2 separate regions of the Mus musculus genome follow, and region 2 is linked to region 1. A link is a contact called in public promoter capture Hi-C data. All regions are on one chromosome and are shown on one strand. Each heading gives the region's core, a stretch centred on a gene start, on an enhancer-like site or on the middle of the called end of the contact. The rest is flanking DNA. Distances are from core to core; before and after follow the strand shown.

What was found. Promoter capture Hi-C pulls out the DNA fragments that hold promoters and counts their contacts.
Region 2: a promoter capture Hi-C map of embryonic stem cells shows a contact between it and region 1. The contact joins the enhancer-like site here to the promoter of Pwwp2b in region 1. A contact is called at or near these places in 3 of 39 promoter capture datasets (embryonic stem cells, neutrophils and pre-B cells), 1 of 115 datasets of contacts at active chromatin or transcription factors (bone marrow-derived macrophages) and 1 of 9 other capture datasets (liver).

What each region holds. Positions count from the first base shown.
Region 1 is chr7:139,247,186-139,249,836 of GRCm38.p6, forward strand. Pwwp2b (PWWP domain containing 2B) reads left to right here and starts at 1,297. Exons shown (of 3, transcript NM_001098636.1): 1 at 1,297-1,458. The coding sequence starts at 1,334.
Region 2 is chr7:139,527,578-139,530,228 of GRCm38.p6, forward strand. All of the region lies in intron 8 of Inpp5a (inositol polyphosphate-5-phosphatase A), which reads left to right. Among named protein-coding and RNA genes, the nearest start is that of Gm33031, 54 kb to the right of the region's middle. Within about 2 kb of position 1,329, at least 25 of the 459 cell types and tissues checked have an H3K27ac peak or open chromatin away from gene starts, as enhancers often do. A contact at or near this core is called in embryonic stem cells, where this site is marked.

The DNA of each region.
Region 1 (2,651 bases), core at 47-2,546:
CTCCGCCCAGACTTTCTCATCTGCTCTAGTGTAGCCTTAAGGCAAGGTAAAGTGGCGCCAGGGCGGCCTCGGCTGTCCTTGGCGGCGTCAGTGGTAGCAGCCCTGAAGCAAGTCCCAGCAGGGCAAGAACTCCACTCCCCAGCTGAAAAGGACATGGGCCTGGTAGATCCGTGGTCAGTACCTCTCTGCCCTTTTGGTGCCTCCAATGCAGGGTCATGGCGATGCAAGTCAGCCTTAGGGGCCCGATTCACAGACGCCATTGGTCATTGCAACGTGACAGACCCTTGGAGGCAGTCAGTTATGGATTCCGAATCCGGATTCAGAGTGCAAGTGCTTGCGGAAACCGGAGGAGGTCTAGGGTGGCGGTCAGCCGTCCGCCGGGCGCCGCCACCTCCCACTCATGGCCAGGCTGCCCTCGCGGGCCCGGTTGCACACGCCCGGGGAGCCTGGCTCTTGCTCATGGGAGGTGGCTCTTCATACTGTACACTAAGCGAGGAGTGCTGCAGCGAGTAGTCCCAGGAGACGCAAGAGCTCTGGATAGAATAATCCTGCCAACACTAGTGCTGGCCAGCCCCGCGCCCTGCGAGGTTCTCAAACAGACCGGAGCACTATAGTCTCCTAGGAGGCGCCGAGCACACCTGGGTAGCCCAGTGCCAGGTAGCCCTGTAGTGAGGGTGACACTAGGCCTCTTGTAAGGGCCCCATTGGTGTCCCTCGGCACCCGGAGTCTCCTCTGCCAGGCCTGATTCGCTTCAAATACACGTGTCCACAGACTTTTTCAAGTACCAAGTGGACACAGGAGTCGTGCGTAGAAGACGCTGCCGGGGTCCTCTAGCACAAACTGGTAGACAGGGGACCCCCAGACTACATGGGGGAAGGGCCCCAGGCTGCGCCGGGCTCAGGGAGTGGCCCCGGGACAGGATCAGGAAGGAGGTGGGGCCCGGGGTGGAACCCAGAGAAGCAGAGTGGGGGAAGGGCCTGGACCCGGGGAGTGTCCCCGCTACCCCTCGGTTCCTGGCAAGGCCTCCTAGGGGGCATTCCAAGCCTGCGTGGCGTCAAGATTAACGAACCCTTCTCCCCGCCCGGTGGGGCCCCCGCAATGCGTTGCAAGCCCAGCTTTGAGAGCCGGCTGTGGGCGCACGCTGCGGGCGGACCGCCCCACGCCCTCCGGCTCCTGGGAGCGCAGCCCGCGGCCGCGCGCCCCAGCCTAGCTCCGCGGTGGCGGCCGGCACACAGAGCTTTGTGACGTCAGGCGGCGTCACGCGGGGCTGACCCGGCGGCGGCGGCGGCGGCGGCGGTGGCGGGCGGGGGCGGCCTCCGGAGGCGGCGGGAGCATGGAGCCGCGGGCCGGCTGCCGGTTGCCGGTGCGGGTGGAACAGGTCGTCAACGGCGCGCTGGTGGTCACCGTGAGCTGTGGCGAGCGCAGCTTCGCCGGAATCCTGCTGGATTGCACGAAAAAGTGAGCGGGGCAGGGTCGCGGGCCCGGGACTCCTCGGAATCTCCCGGGACACTCCTCCACCGATTCAAGGTTCCAATGCAGGCTCCGAGAGGAGCAGCAAAGCCCGGCGTCCGCTTTCAGTTTCTGCTGGGCCGGGGTTTCGAGGCGCGCCAGCTGGCCGCCGGTCTGGGTGCGAAAGTGGCTCTCTCCCAAAGTCGCGGTGACTTTCGGGGCAGGAGAGCGTGCGGCCCCGCAGAGGGGCTGCGGTGCCGGCCGGGACGCACGGGAAGCCTTGCCTGAAACTCCGCACATCTGCCATAATTAACGCACTTTTCTTTGTTCAGACGCACTGTTGAATTCGACTGTTTGTAGAATCGTGATTCGTTTAAGGGGGTCAGTTAAGCTATGGCCTCACCTGTCACAAGAGGGGGGAAGCCCAAGGCTTATAGGAGTGGCTGGTGGAGACCAGCTGCGAGACTGCGGGGTGTAGAAACACTGCTGTGGGCGAGGCGCCTTGCGGGGGAGTGGAAGATACAAGTTCCAGGGCCAGTGCCTCTACTGGAGGGGCGCATTGGGCTTGGCTCCTGAGACCACCTGTATACCCTTTGCAGGGGCTTCTGCAGCGCAGAACAGCCACCTGAACCCAGAATCACATGGCACTGCGCTGTCACTGCCTGATAAATGATTAGGCATTAATCAGGCTGTGACTCTTCTGCTCCAGCCAGGCTTCATTCTGGAATTAGGAACAGAAAAGGGCTCTGCTTTCAAAGACCCAACTTTTTCCCTTCCTAAAGCCCGGATTTCCCTGGGTTCCCACCACAGAGCAGAGCCCTTCCTCCTTCGACAGTTACCCTGCTGACATTATGTCTTCATTAGATGTGCCAGAAGCCATTTATGCACAAGTCATGTGACTTAACATATGGCCTCCCGTGTGACTGGTGCCCCTCTCTTGTTGGTTAGTACAGGGAGTGCCTATAATGGGGTGACATTCAGGGGCTGCAGAATAGCCACCTGAAAGCTTCCAAGGCAAGCCATCCCCCACCCTGCTGATGGCTGCCCTCTCCTCCCTAGGCAGGTCTGGCTGCACCCCTGCTCAACCTGTGCAGCCTGCTCTGGCCTCTCCCTAGAGAGTCTGCAGCAGAGGACCCGCATTTCCCCAGTTCTCAGGCTCCAGTGCTCAAGATAAGATTGGCTGAGAGTAGTCCTATCTTGTG
Region 2 (2,651 bases), core at 79-2,578, 280 kb after region 1:
TCTATACCATAGATCAGTGTGCCCCTAAAGTAAGAGGCAAAGCTGGGTCCTCTGGACCATGGTGCCACTGTAGGGTGGGGCTGGAACCACTGACTCCCCTACCATGTCTCCCTGCAATGGCAATTAGTAAGCTTGGTCTATGAACTCCTCCTCCATGTGCCTCTGAAGCAGTGCTCTATACAAGGAGTCAGAAGACAGAGTCTCACTCCTGTGCCATGATCAAACAAGCACCAGGCTGGTGACCTCTGGAGGCCATGCCATCACACAGAGAGATCAGCCTAAGGTTCTTCCACTGGTTCCCTTCCTTTGTTGACTTCTCCCAGCCTCTAGTGTAAGAGAGGCTGTGTCATCTTGGTCCCTGAAGAAGAACCTTAGCTATGGGAAATGGGTCTGATGCTTCCCCTATTATTGCCCCAGTCTGGGGCTTGTCTTGTAAATCTGTATACAGTCAGTCTCTTTCATCTGAGGTTAATGCCTGTGCAGGTTCTATACCAAGCCTGAAGCCTCACTCAGCCTCTACTGTGGGATACAGCTCAGGCAATTAGAAACGGGTTCAGGTGCTTTGTCCCAACAAAATGTCCAATTCCTGTCCATGCCTGCCTTCCCCACAAGGTCTATGAACCCAGGCACCCTCATCCTTTGGTATCCTCAAATCATTCTTTCTGACCCCTGACCCCTGACACTTGACCAAGTGTACCCTCTGCTATGGGCCCTGCTTAGCTATCTATGTTTGTGTGGAGGCCATGGCAATGCTGCTCACTAGCTCCGGGAATAGAAAAATGGCTGCTGCTGCCCCCATCAAGACCAAGGATAGCACTCAACTCTAATGTCTTACCTCAGGATCATGTCTCAATTTCAAGGAGATTGCCAGAGTCTTGGGTAGGTGCCCCTGACAGATGCCCCTGTGGTTGTGGTGTGTTCCTCCATGGGGCCGCCTTCCTAGGCTAGTGAATCAGCAGCCAGCAGCAAAGGCCTTGTCTGTGTGGCATTTCCTGCTGTTTGCTCCATGGCCCTTTTTCTGGGACCTCCCAGGGAGCTGGGAGCCGAGAGAGAGACCAAATGTCCATCAGTCCTGGTGACCATGGTCAGCTTGTCAGTGTGGTAAGGCATTAGAATATGTCATTGCCCTACACCACCATGCCTCCAGCCTCCAAAAAAGCAGCCTCTGGGTCCAGGGGCCACCTTTGTGCATCTTTGCATCCCAATGAATGGCTTCTGTGGCGAGCTCAGCCAGCCGCAGATCCGGACCTCCGCAGTGTAGGGCTGGGCTGCTGGGCACAAAGGGGCGCTCTGCGGGAGTGGTGAATAATGGCCCGCCCTTTCATCGGGAGGCTAACCTTTTGGCAGCCACCAGCAGACTGCATTCTACTGTGCTGATTGGGGAGGACAATGCTGTACTGGCCTTTGAATGGACACCGCCACCAACAGCGCTGTATTCACAGCAGCACTGGGAACCGTGTGAGCATTGTCTGCAAGCCCCACGGAGCTGCAGGAGACAGTGAGGAGGCTGAGATAGAGAGGCTGGCTTCTCGGTTTAATCTCCCTGTCCAGCCAGTAGGTCCCTGTCTTAGTCTGAGATGAGAAGTGGGGCATTAGACCCAGGGATGAACAGTCTTGCATCCCTGTCCACAAAAGAGAAAGAAAGATGGTATTAAAATGGGCCCTGTATGTCATAACTTTTCTCCAAATCTAAGATTATTTTAATAGAAGTTATAAAGAAACAAGTCCAAGGGTCAACTCTGACAGCTCTCCAGAGCCTCAGCTGTGAGGTATGCCTGCCTGCCTGCCTGCCTGCCTGCCTGCCTGCCTGCCTGGTTGTACTAGAGCCACATGCAAAGACACCTGACACACCTGGGAGCCAGGGAGGGGCTGAGACCTCACTGCAGGACTGCCTGGCTTCACATTCTTTCTTTTTCTTTGCAGGTTTGCTTTGTATTGTTAATCTTCTTTCTCTTTCTCTTTCTCTTTCTCTTTCTCTTTCTCTTTCTCTTTCTCTTTCTCTCTCTCTCTCTCTCTCTCTCTCTCTCTCTCTCTCTCTCTCTCTTTCTTTCTTTCTTCTGTTGCTTTAGAAAGGAACTTACTCTGTAACCTAGGCTGGCCTGGTGCTCACAGCAATTCTCCTGCCTCTGCTGCCTGAGCTCTTGTGAGCCACCATGCTTTGCCTGGCTAGCCAACACTAATTGTGTCAGATGGTAGTGTTTCTGTGTTTGTGTACTTTATGAGGTTTTAGCTTTAAATATCTAGTTATAAAAGACTTTTAAACGTTTTGAGATTTATTATTTATGTGTATGAACGCTTTACCCAAATGTATATCACATATGTGCCTAGTACTCATGGAGGCCAAAGAGAACATTGGCTTTCCTGGGACTGTGAGCCACCATATGGATTCTGGAAATCAAACCCAGACCATCTGTAAGAGCAACACGTATCCTTAACCACTGAGCCTACTCTTTAGCCTAAAGTCGTGTGTGCACACACATGTATGTATGTGTGTGGAGGGGTTATTTTGTCCTGAGACAGCATCTTACAGTGTTAGCCCTAGCAGCCTGAACCTGCTTTGTAGACCAGGCTGGCTTTGAACGTCTGAGTTCAAAGATCTGCCTGCTTCTGCCATCTAAGTGCTTGGATTAAAGACATGTACTACCATACAC